2 separate regions of the Mus musculus genome follow, and region 2 is linked to region 1. The links are chromatin contacts, called in public Hi-C maps. All regions are on one chromosome and are shown on one strand. Each heading gives the region's core, a stretch centred on a gene start, on an enhancer-like site or on the middle of the called end of the contact. The rest is flanking DNA. Distances are from core to core; before and after follow the strand shown. Region 1 overlaps Pak7 (p21 (RAC1) activated kinase 7). Region 2 holds the start of Pak7 (p21 (RAC1) activated kinase 7).

What was found. Hi-C and Micro-C count contacts between places; a contact is called where the count stands out from the background.
Region 2: a contact with region 1 is called in a Hi-C map of rod photoreceptor, with 2.8 times the contacts expected there. The contact joins the promoter of Pak7 here to the enhancer-like site in region 1. A contact is called at or near these places in 2 of 39 promoter capture datasets (embryonic stem cells and stem cell-derived epiblast-like cells), 4 of 484 Hi-C or Micro-C datasets (cerebral cortex, cortical neurons, nephron progenitors and 1 more), 1 of 115 datasets of contacts at active chromatin or transcription factors (embryonic stem cells) and 2 of 9 other capture datasets (adipose tissue and liver).

The regions. Positions count from the first base shown.
Region 1 is chr2:136,327,855-136,333,909 of GRCm38.p6, forward strand. The region is part of intron 1 of Pak7 (p21 (RAC1) activated kinase 7); the gene reads right to left. Among named protein-coding and RNA genes, the nearest start is that of Pak7, 57 kb to the right of the region's middle. Within about 2 kb of position 3,722, at least 4 of the 459 cell types and tissues checked have an H3K27ac peak or open chromatin away from gene starts, as enhancers often do. A contact at or near this core is called in rod photoreceptor, where this site is marked.
Region 2 is chr2:136,385,678-136,391,732 of GRCm38.p6, forward strand. It overlaps Pak7 (p21 (RAC1) activated kinase 7), which reads right to left and starts at 2,290. Exons shown (of 10, transcript NM_172858.2): 1 at 1,977-2,290.

The DNA of each region.
Region 1 (6,055 bases), core at 2,472-4,971:
TTTCCATCTCACTGAAGGTGGCCTCCCTACTGTCTGAAACTAGGTGTGGCCAAGTCGAATTCATGCACAGTTTTAAACAAGGAATCAAAGAACACTGAGAGGGTAAACAGATGATGTTAGGGTTTCATTACTGCTGGGTTGTTTAAGATACTTTTCTTTGATTCTCCAATCACTGTTTCTTGCCTTTACCTCCTGTTACTGTACTCAGACCATAAAGGCAAATCCTGTTGGAAGTTCCTCCTTTCTTGTTTGTATTTGAGATTTAAGGGAATAACTCTGACCCAGTTCTGCCTTCAAACTTACTTACAGTTCTCAGATCTGCTATCTGATTGCACTGTCTATTTTTATAAAAGAATTTTAAGGGATCAGAAATGATTCACCATTTATAGCTGGTAATATGTCCCTCATCAGAGGAATGGATACAGAAAATGTGGTACATTTACACAATGGAGTATTACTCAGCTATTAAAACAATGAATTCATGAAATTCTTAGACAAATGGATGGATTTGGAAGATATCATCCTAAGTGAGGTAACCCAACCACAAAAGAACACACATGATATGAACTCACTGATAAATGGATATTAGCCCAGGAGCTCAGAATACCCAAGATACAATGTGCAAAACACATGAAACTCAAGAATAAGGAAGACCACAGTGTGGACACTTCCATCCTTCTTAGAAGCAAGAATCAAATACCCATGGAAGGAGTTACAAAGACAAAGCTTGGAGCAGAGACTGAAGGCATGATCATCCAGAGACTGCCCCACCTGGGGATCTATCCCATAAACAACCACGAAACCCAGACACTATTGCAGATGCCAACAAGAGCTTGCTGAGAGGAGACTGATATAGCTGTCTTCTGAGAGGCTTTGCCAGTGCCTGACTAATACAGAAGTGGATGCTCACAGTCATCCATTAGATGGAGCAGAGTCCCCAATGAAGGAGCTAGAGAAAGTATCCAAGGAGTTTAAGGAGCCCTAGGAGGAGCAACAATATGAACTAACCAGTAATCCCAGAGCTCCCTGGGACTAAACCACCAATCAAAGAAAACACATGGAGAGACTCATGGCTCTAGCTGCATATGTAGCTGAGAATTGCCTAGTTGGTCATCAATGTGAGGAAAGGCCCTTGGTCCTGTGAAGGTTCTATGCCCCAGTATAGGGGAATGCCTGGGCCAGGAAGTGGGAGTGGATGGGTTGGGGATCAGGGGAAGGGGGAGAGGATAGGGGATTTTTTGGAAGGGAATCTAGGAAAGGGGATAACATTTGAAATGTAAATAAAGAAAATATCTAATAAAAAATTCATTTAAAAAAACCTCTAGCCATAACATTTGAGTACTTTCAAAATAACACAATTGGCAACATCCCATTATACAATGAGACTGAAGACTCACAAGGCTTGGATGTCACTAATACAGGGTAGCACATCCACTTCAATTAATATCCACCAGATATGTGAAAACATAGGTGAACAGGTGCACAACATAACCTACAAGGAGCATGGATCAGTTGGGGCTGAAGTAGGGCATATTTCCAAGTGTGGAGATGAAGATGTAGCTTATCTTTAATAGTGCAGTGAGTGTTAGATTTAGTCTGTCTGTGGAGGAAAACATGCCATAGAAAGTGACAGTGGAATTTTAACAGCTCCTCTTCATCTTTGCCAGGCTGCATAAGCACACAGGTGTCCCTGTGACAAGTTCGCCACTTTAGCCATCACAATTAAAAATACTTCTCTGCAAAACTGCCACAGGCTGAGGACAATGACATGATGTATCAACTCTTGTAGTAGCTCTGTCTCTGTCTCTGTCTCTGTCTCTGTCTCTGTCTCTCTGTCTCTGTCTCTGTCTCTCTCTGTCTCTCTCTCTCTCTCTCTCTCTCTCTCTCTCTCCTATCTCCTTTCTATTTTTTTGTTGTTTTCAGTGAAACTTTGAAGCCTTCCCCTCAAAACTGAAACTGACAATTGCAAACATAAGAGATTTAAGAGAACAAATGGTCCCACGCTTTCCTTCAAGGCCAGTTAGACAGGCTTAATGTACCTTTAGCTCAGCTGTGTGCTAGAAAGCAGATCTAAGGCATGGAATAAATTCAAATGCTTCAGTGAAGGTGATAGAATAGAATGACCTTACCTGTCCTCCAAATATCTGTCCACTTTCCCCACATATGCTAAGTTGTTTCAAGCCCCAACCAGGCATTCCCCATCTTATGTGGCCTCTGGTACTAAAATGAAATATAGAAGGAGGACTTCTTCTAAATGAGATGGGGTAAACGATATCATTGAGTGGGAGAATGTAGGACAAGGAGGCTGTGGGATGGTGTGATCCTACAGAGATGTATGAATGTGTCTTTTGAATTTTTTCTAAAGGGTAGGAGGAAACTGGGTTGGTGGGTAGAGAGGGCTAAAGATGTGAAGAGAATTTCTTTGTTAGGAGGAAAACTAAGACTATGTCATAACAATGGTGATGTAAGAAGAAGCTTAGTTAGAGTGAGGTCTTTGCAGATGCAGGACAGGTTGACAGTGGACATCACAAGAAGTTTTGGACTCACAAGGAACCAAGATAGTGCATTTTGAGCAAAAGGGATGAAGTCAGAGAATGGGGTACCAATGAAAGGATGATCATATGTCAGGCATGACTGTATCCAATTCTGCTAGCATCATTTTTCTTCCTAAAGCAAAGAGTGAGAACTTTCACTGAGACTGGGAATAGAAGTGGAGGCTGAATGGTGACTAATTAGGGATCAGCAGATCGAGTGGACGTGGAAACGTGCGCATGGTGTTCTGGATTTAATTCTCAGCAGTGGAAAAAAAGGTAAGAAAGAAATAAATGAACAGAAGGAAGGAAGGAAGGAAGGAAGGAAGGAAGGAAGGAAGGAAGGAAGGAAGGAAAGAAAGAAAGAAAGAAAGAAAGAAAGAAAGAAAGAAAGAAAGAAAGAAAGAAAGAAAGGGAAACAGAAACAAAAGGATTATTAAAAGGCACAGGGCAAAGTGTGTGGGAGGAAGATATAGGCAGATCTCTGTGAATTCAAAGCTAGCTTGATATACATAGAGTTCCAGGCCAGCTAGGGATACATAAGGAAACCCCACCCCTTTCGTTTAAAGACATAAAACTTCTAGGGAAAAAGAAAACCCAAGGGAAGATTTTTCATGGAAACCATTACAACAAAAGAATGCAGAAAAGATATAAATAAACATTCGACTGTTATGGTTAGAAAGTTCTAGACATTTTCTAGCCAACCCCACTTTATAGGTGAATGGCTGAGATTTAAAAGGGTGGGAAGGTTTGCTTAGCAGACACAGATATAATACAGACCTTTGGTCACTTTTCAATTGGGAATGCTATCCCTTTATGGTGGTTGAGCCACTTGAAATTGACATTGCAAAGTTATAAAAATGGTCAAGTGTTGCCAATTTCATGAATCTCAACTTATACACTCCAGTTCTCTCTTTTTTTTCAACTTTGTGCTAAGGAATAGGGATTTCAGGATAAACTATTGCCTACATATTCCTCCTTAAATTTTTAAATTTTATCCAGGAAATGTGTGCAGGGGCTGAGTAACAACAACAAAAATCTACTGAAACAGGAATTTGCCTCTAAGGAGTAATGATATTTAAAAAATTCAAAACAAAACAAAACAGGTCAGAGTGGCTGTCACAGTGTGGGCAGGATTATTGCCAACCCTCAAAGTAAGGTGACCCAGGAGGGGCATAAGTAGATTATGATTATAAACACAATGCTTACGGATAAAGATTTATGCTACTTAAGGGAAGCATGAGAATGGCTAGCAAGGTGTGGATCAAAACAAACCAGTTACACAGCTGGCAATGTTGAAGTCGCCACCACCCATTTCCCATAGGAGACTATCCCCACCTTCTTTAGAAGATGCTATTGGATCTCAATGACATTTGCAGGAAAGCACAGGTCCCACCTCTGAAATTCCTCATTTCTCAGATCTCAAGATTATAATTTGGCTTCTCATTAGGATATGACCTGAAAGAAAGGCTGTCCCCAACAAAGGACACATACATGAAATTCTTAGAGTTTGTGTTTCTATTGCACATTGATACATCAGCCCGTTGCCTTCCATACATCATTGTCTGTATTTTATGGTCATAGTTAATTTAAGTTCATATTTAAGAAATAATAAGGTAAATGATTACAGAAACATGGATATCCCTTGGCTCTGCCCCAGAGACTTTTCTCAGAGTCAGTGGAACTGCTCAGCTTGTGAGCATGAGAAGATGGAAGAACTGGAGTAAAGATCACAGAAGCAGCCTTTCACAAAAGAGAAGCGGATTGAAAATAACCTAACTTCCTCACTTCACAGTGGGTAAATGGAGGCATGCATTACCTTTCTGTGGTTCTTGGGAAAAGGGCTGCTTAATTTTATTTTATTTTTTTAGATTTTAATACAGTTACAATGTTACTCCCTTCTCCTTTTTCCCAATAAACTTCTCATATATCCCTCCCCACTCCCCATCAAATTCATGGCATTTTTCATTAATTATTATTGCACTCATATATGTATTTGTATATACATATATTTCCAAATATAACCACTGAGTCCGTATAACGCTTCTTTTGTGTATTATCTCCTATCAAGGCAATTTTTCCTTACAACAGAGAGAGGCTGCTATTGAAAATCACAATCAATTGCAATGCAGAGTTGCAGACCCCAGCCCCTTGGTTACATCTACAAGACACTTCTGCACTTAAGGCTTAGGGAATATTGAAGAAGATGGGCTGCTTGTGAGGAAGCTCAAGCTAAGAAAGTCAGTATTCTGAAAATCCATGTTCCTCACCCTTCAAAATCAAACCAGAGCCATAACAAAGATAAAGTAGAGAAAGTCACATATCTGGGTCTCTGAAGAAGCTGAGCTCCTATGAGTGCATATTCTCTGCCACAATGACAAAAGAGGTGTGGCTAAGCCATATATTGATCCCATAAGCTCTGTTATGCACAAGTGTTAACTGCATGGGAGTCAGCCAATTTCATCTTAATGTCTTCTCCCATCTGTCTGGAGGCCACTACTTTATAACTACATTTGATAGTGAACACGAGAAGGCCAAAGTCAACTGCATCTTAGATTGAAATGGATGAGTAGATGACTCACTCATAAAAACATACGAAAGGAGAGAACACAGTAGTAACAGAGACAAGAGAGGGGCAGCCAAAGAGAGGACAATTAATGGACTGCAGAGTTGGAGCCCTCAGTTACAGGTGGCTATCATATAATTGTCACAGCAGTGCTATAAGTTTAATGAAGTTCCATTTTGCAGCTGAAAAAGTCAGGCTTTAGATTAAGTCTAAAGTAAACATCAGTAAATCGTGGCATGTGTGAAGAATACAAGTCGGCTCTCTTGCTTTCGTCCCTCTATAGTACACTGAACATTATAGTACATTATGAACAGCTAGAAACAAAACCATCCTGAAGAAGTTATAGAGCACACACACACACACACACACACACACACACACACACACACAGAGGAGCAATTTTCAGACCTACTCACCTACAAATTTACAAATGCTGAGGCTGTAGCAAGGTTGAGAAAGTGCTAGTGGCTGAAGAGCCAGCCTGGAGGGAAGCCTATTCTTCACTGTATCATCTCTGGCACTGCAAACCTTCTCTACTAAGAAATAGAGAAGGAGAAACAGAGAGGGTCCCATTATTTCTCTTTAAAACTAAAGGGAAAAAACTGCAATTGGAGTCACTGGTTAAGCCTAATTATGGGATTTAAACCTGCTTACTATTTTAAGTCAATAAGTTTGCACGTCATTTTCCTAATATCAATAAGTAGACAAGAATATACTTAAAATAAACTAATGTTATAAGATATACTAAGAAACAAAGGACTGAAGGAAACAGAAAAGTGATACAATCTGAGGCATAGTGTCAAACCTCGGGGCAGGCAGGGCATCTCTGAGGCACTTCACAAAAGACTTCAAAAAAGAAGAAAGAGAAATGAAGGGTGTTCATTAGCTTTGGAAACATGGAAGTAGCTGCTTCCTTGATCAAATCAGGGGTGAAATCAAAGCCCAATTAGAGTAAGAT
Region 2 (6,055 bases), core at 1,040-3,539, 56 kb after region 1:
TCTTTAAGCTACCAAGTTGGGGGTGTATGGCTATGTCAGTGCTAAGAAATAAAACAATTTGGAGTATTTCAGTAAAAGTAAATTGAATTTGACTTGCATAGCAAATACATATAACATGGGTTCCAAACACATACATGTCCTTCTCAAAGAGATTTCCCCATGCCCAGTTTCTTTGTATTATTATTAATGTCTACATCTATCCATTTATGTGGGCTTTGCTTTGTGAATCACAAGTCTTTGTTGCTGATACATTAAATCACTTCCACAAAATCCCACACCTAAATACGGAGGAACCAGAGTTCAAATTTAGCTTTATCTCATCACTAAAATGACACTGTATTCCAGAACATCTGTCTCTGGTGCCTGTCCATTGCAGCATATTCTGAGGATGTAGGAAAGGCATTGGCAACCTCGGCTTTCAATGCCTACAATCAAAACTCACGTTTGTTAATTAAATGATAAGTTGCAAGGACTGAGTACAATCAATCTCTTATTCACAGAGGAACACGAAGTTTATTCTACTACAAGTATTGTCAATGAACTTGCCATTAGCTTCTACAGCTTTCATTAGAAGTTCTGCTTTGCACACGTGTATTCAAAGTCAAGGTGTTATCAGATTGGACACTTATAGCTTTACTCTACTTAAATTCATTTCCCTCCTGCAGTCTCTGTTTCATTATCACAATACTGACTCATTCTTGCCACCTAAGGAGATCATAAGAATAAATAGTGTAAGTGCAGAGGAAAGTATCTAAACTTCATATTCACAGACAGATGCCCAGCCTGAAAAGATAAAACAGGGGATGAAGGTGTGTTCTAAATTTACCTTTCCTCCCTCTCAGGGGGCTATGCTGCTAATCATAACAGATACAACTGTAAGGTGTCACATCTGTTGTTGCAGAATGTCAACTTTAAGAAGGCTTGTGTAGGAGGGACTTCTTCAGGGAGTAATGTGTCCATCTGTAAATTAAAGATGCTGCCTTTACACCAAATGCCACAAGAGGGTCTCTGATGTTTTGTGAAGTACCTATTTCCCCAGAAGTGTATCCAGTTTTCCAAGTCGTTATCAATTATTGGCCAAGACATTTTTTTCTTTACTACTCTAATATTTAAAAGATCTGTTCAGTTCTTTGAAAGGTTAGGGCTCCCTTAATTGAGATATGAATGCTGGCAAATTAACTTCTACCCTATCACAATGGAAAGCTCCAGACACACTCGGTTTCAAAACGGATGCTCACATTTGTGCCCTAAACTGGACACTTGACAGTCCTGAGACTTTCCAAGTTTATCCTCTAGGAGACTGACATTGTACAGAATTTTAACCAGAGTTTGGAAGTGATATTCTCTTCCACATTCTGTCCACCAATGTTCACAAGCAGAAGTTCTTTCCCAATCCATTGCAACCCACTAAGCGAACAGAGACAAACAACAAAGGAAAACACAGTCCCATAAAGGTTCCGCTATTGCATCTGGTGGTCCACACCTGCTAAAAGACAAAAACCATATGGGAACCCTGCCCTGGCAATGCATCCAGCACTCCCTGGGAGCAGCAGGCACTGTCGTATCACCGGCAGGGCGTGCGCGAGTGCATACACAAAGAACTGCTGCTGGGCTTGCTAGCCTTTCGGGGTACCAGCAGACTCCTAGAGCTGGCATCCAGGGTGATCTCCTACGCCCTCCATCCTAGCATAAGAGCGCTATCCTTTATTTGACCGGTGAAGAGCCCAAGCTGGATGATATCGCAAAGATTGGGGGTTGGGGAGTGGGCGGACCCTGGATCCCTTGCCCATTCTCAGAGGTCCCCAGCCTTTGGCATCTCCTAGGAGATGCACAATCAATTGTGCTGTCATAGAGGTCTCCTTTCGCATCCTCTCTAGGCAAAGCCAGATGCCCGGTGTAGCAACCGTGCGCATCTTGGCAAGCGCCCCTTCTGGAGCCGCTACCCATAAGCCGACCTGCCCGGTGCTCCTGCCTACCTGGTGGCTGGCTGTCAGCAGAGAAGTCGCGGTACCTCATCTGCTTCTCCGCTGCTGCTACATCTGTTATATCGCTCCAAGCGCCATGTTCCTGCTCTCCACGGGCGCACGCCAGGGAACTACTACGGCTGGGAAGGGGCAAGGGGGGCGGGGGCTAGAGGAGGGGGTGGGGGCAGAGTCAAAGCTTTTTACTCTCCTCCCAAACCTCTCCCAGCTACTGAGCATGCCCAAGCCGCCTGGCTTCGCCCCTAGGAGGACTGTCCGCTGAGACCACTCAGCTGCTCCGGGTTTTAGGAGCAGCCCGCTGTAGGAAAGCTGTAGCAATTGAGGGGGGTGAAAGGGGGAGTGTGGAGGGAGTGTCTGCACGCCCGAGCTGGAGAAAACAGCCAATCGGATCACACTTTCCTTCTACCATCCCCCTGCGGGCTACTCCCGCATACCCCTCCCTGAACATCCCAGTTTGTCCAAATTTTCTATAGGACCTTTGCAAAGCCGCACTACATCAGTATGCTAGCTAGTCTCTTTAGCATCACCTGGTCCTGTGCTTCGCAAACTTTAATGAGCCTTTGATTTAAAATACAGATTTGGATTCAACTGCCTGGTCCTGAAAGTCCCCGTGCCATTCGGCTGGTCCTCTGAAAGGTCAGGAGGTGCAAGAATCCAGAAACATCTTCTATAACCTCTAATTGGTCATGGAGTCTTTAATCAGCAATGGACTTATCAGCCTAAGGAGTTACCTTCAGCTTTTGATGATAGCAGCGGTTCAAGGGAGGATGTCCCCTGGGATGTCATGCCTTTCCTGGAAAGAGGCTTTGTAGGGCACACACTGAAGACAGCATAAAACCATTAGTTTGATCTAGAATTAGGAGTTTCGGAGACGATGGGCTCTTGGATCAATTCACAATCGCTTTGATACTTGAGACTAGGAAACTCGTGCTCAGTCAGTTGACCTGTTGTTGACCTGTTGTCCAATTCAAGCCTGAACCAGTCTATCCTGACTGTCTACCTGTCTTCTCTGAGCCTGGGACAAAACCTGAGAGGTTCGATGTAATGTCAAGGCTGGGCTTGACAGTTGAGACTGACTGGTCTTTTGAGAGCAAAAGACCACAGGAGGTATCGGTAATATTGAGATTAGTCACTGCCCACATGAAACCAATCAATTCACAAAACCAACCAAGAGACTTTAATCTTGGTTTTGAGAGAGCCACATCCTTCTTCATCCTCAGAGATCTCTAGATTGTCCTTATGAGAATATAGTGTCTGATCCTATAACTGAATAAGTCGGTTATAAAACAGGGCCAGTTTGCTAGTGAATAGTAGATGCTTATCATCTCCTGTCCCCGTGGCTTATCTGTTCACACACTACTTTCACTGAAGTAACTTATATATCAAAACAGAATCATGGCAGGAGCTGGTGCTAAAGATATTGCCACAGCTGTTAAGAACTCATGTTGCCCATCCAGAGGTCCCAGGTTCAGTTGTATAGGGTGGGTCCGAGCTGTACGTGACTCTGACTCCAGTGGATCTCACACACTCCTCTGGTATCAGTGGTGCCTTTTTCCACCTGGTACACAAAGAAGCATCCAGACACATATATACACATAAAAATAAATCTTTAAAAAATAGATCACAGAACAGATAGATGGTCACTGTTCTCCACTGATGTTTCTAAGTGTGAAGGACATATGTATCTTGGCCTATCAAATCCTATTTTTCCCATTCATATGACTAAAGTCAATAAATTTATCAATGCTTGAAACTGCTCAAATAGCCCTACCTCACCTCTCACCAACTGGATTGCTGTCCCATGGCCATTGGCATAATATTTTCTATTCTTTACTTTCCCCTATGTGGACTTGGACAGATGCAAATGACAGGAAATATTTTATTAAGATGAAGTTTACTTGTAGTTTTAGTATCAATAAAAAGTGCACACACTGCCAAAGTGAACTATATAATCTGAATAATATAATTTTATATTATAATTATGCCATCATGAATAGCCATGAAACAACTGATAGAAAAAAATCATAAATGAAAATCTGCTCCAAAGGAAACTACCAGGCTTAGATGGTTTCACTAGAGAAACGCTCTAAGTAGTGTAAAATACAAAACAACAAAAACAAAACAAAAACTATTTTCACACAATTATTTCCCAGAAAGCAAGAGAACACATGGCTCAACTAATTTATGAGGCTATAATTTCCCTGACACCAAAACCAAATAAACTTAGTAGAAGAGAAGTCCTCTAAACAATATATCTTATAAACCTACAAACAACCATTCCTGAGAGCTGCAGGAAGGGCTGAGTATCCTAGTACAGGTCCATGGTCCCAGCTACTCAGGAGGCTGAGACAGGAGAATCATGAATTCAAAACTTGTCTGAACTAAAGAGTGACTTAAAGGATCATTCCCACCCAAATGAAGAAGGTACTAAAAGCTTTTAGCTAACACTTATAACACCACACATTTTATCCCAAACACCAAGAAAAAAATATTACCTTGAATCTTACAGTGCATAGAGAAAATTATATATTATCTCTACATAGATGTATGTCAGGAACTCAGGGCTGTCTTAATATGTAAATAGGCATCAATATAATCCATCATACAAACTCAAAAATCCTATCAAATTATACAGGAAAGCATTTGAAAAAATGATACCCATTATTGAATAAAGACTTGAAACTCATCAGGAACTGAGGGAGGGAATTGCCTCATTTATAAAAGGCATCTACAAAAAACAAAAACAAAAAACAACAACAAAAACAAACAAAAAAGCAAACAAACAACAACAACAAAAAACCTCTAGTGAACTTGCCATTTAAAAAAGAAAGTAAAAATAGTTTCCTCCTAAGATTCAGGAAAACTAAGAAGAGACTCATCCATCATCTCTTTCAACATATTACTAGAAATTATAGCAACTGAAATTAGGCAAGAAAAATAAAAGACCCCGAGTTATGAAGGAATTAGTAAAATACTTTTTACATGCATTCCACTGATTGTGCTCTTGAAAAGCTAACAAGGAAGCTCCAAGACAGCTCTTAAAACAAAAAGGTAAATTCTGTAACATTCCCCCAAATTAGCTGTATCTCTAGATATAAACCATGAACATTTAGAAAATTACATGAGAAACACAATAACAAAAACAACAGAATGCTAAGACGATTTAATAAAATCATTCAGGGCTCATATTCTTAATATTCTTAAATTACAACATACTAATGAAATCAAAGACCCAATATATAGATATTGTACATTCATATATTAGAAAGCTCAACCTAGTCAAAAAAAATGTACTCTTTATACTAAATGAAGTGACATTTTCAGTGACATTTCTATATTAACATTGAAAATTTTTGGTGACCTGGACAACTTTATCTCAAGTGTATTTTGAAAGATAAAGGTTCTAGACTAAACAGTACTGAGATTGTAGTTGTCTTAACTAGAAAATCATGTGAGACATTTAGATACCAAAATAGAAAACCCAGAAATAGACTCACACAAGCATGAACTATTACTATTAACAGCTGAGAGAAGCCATTCCGAGAACAGCATTCCTGCCATATGCTGCTGCACCAAGAAGATGTGCATGGACAATGAAGAGCTTGAACCTCCTATAACTAGGAGCATGCGCAGCTGAAATAGTGAACATCTTCCTCTAAGATCGGGACAAAAGGATGAAAACAAAGACATCAATTTTACTACTTCAAAATTCTGTGTGGACAGCCAGGAGGATTAGAGTCCAGAATTGGAAAAAAGAAAAAAGTAAACAACTTTTTTTTTCATAGAGTAGGATCTTATATATAGAAAATCTTAAGGTGTGCATGCACATGCACACATGCACATGCATATACACAGAGACATATAGACACCTTAAAATTAATACAATTGCTAAAAGGTTCAGGATATATAATTAACCCATAGAAGTCAGTTGTATTTTATATACTGACTGTGAACAACTTAAAAGGAAAAATTTTTAAGACAATCAGCTTAATAGTAGTTTCAAGAAGAATAAGACACTTAGAAATTAAGACTAGACCCATTAAGAAATATAAAGATAATCCATGTTCATGAAG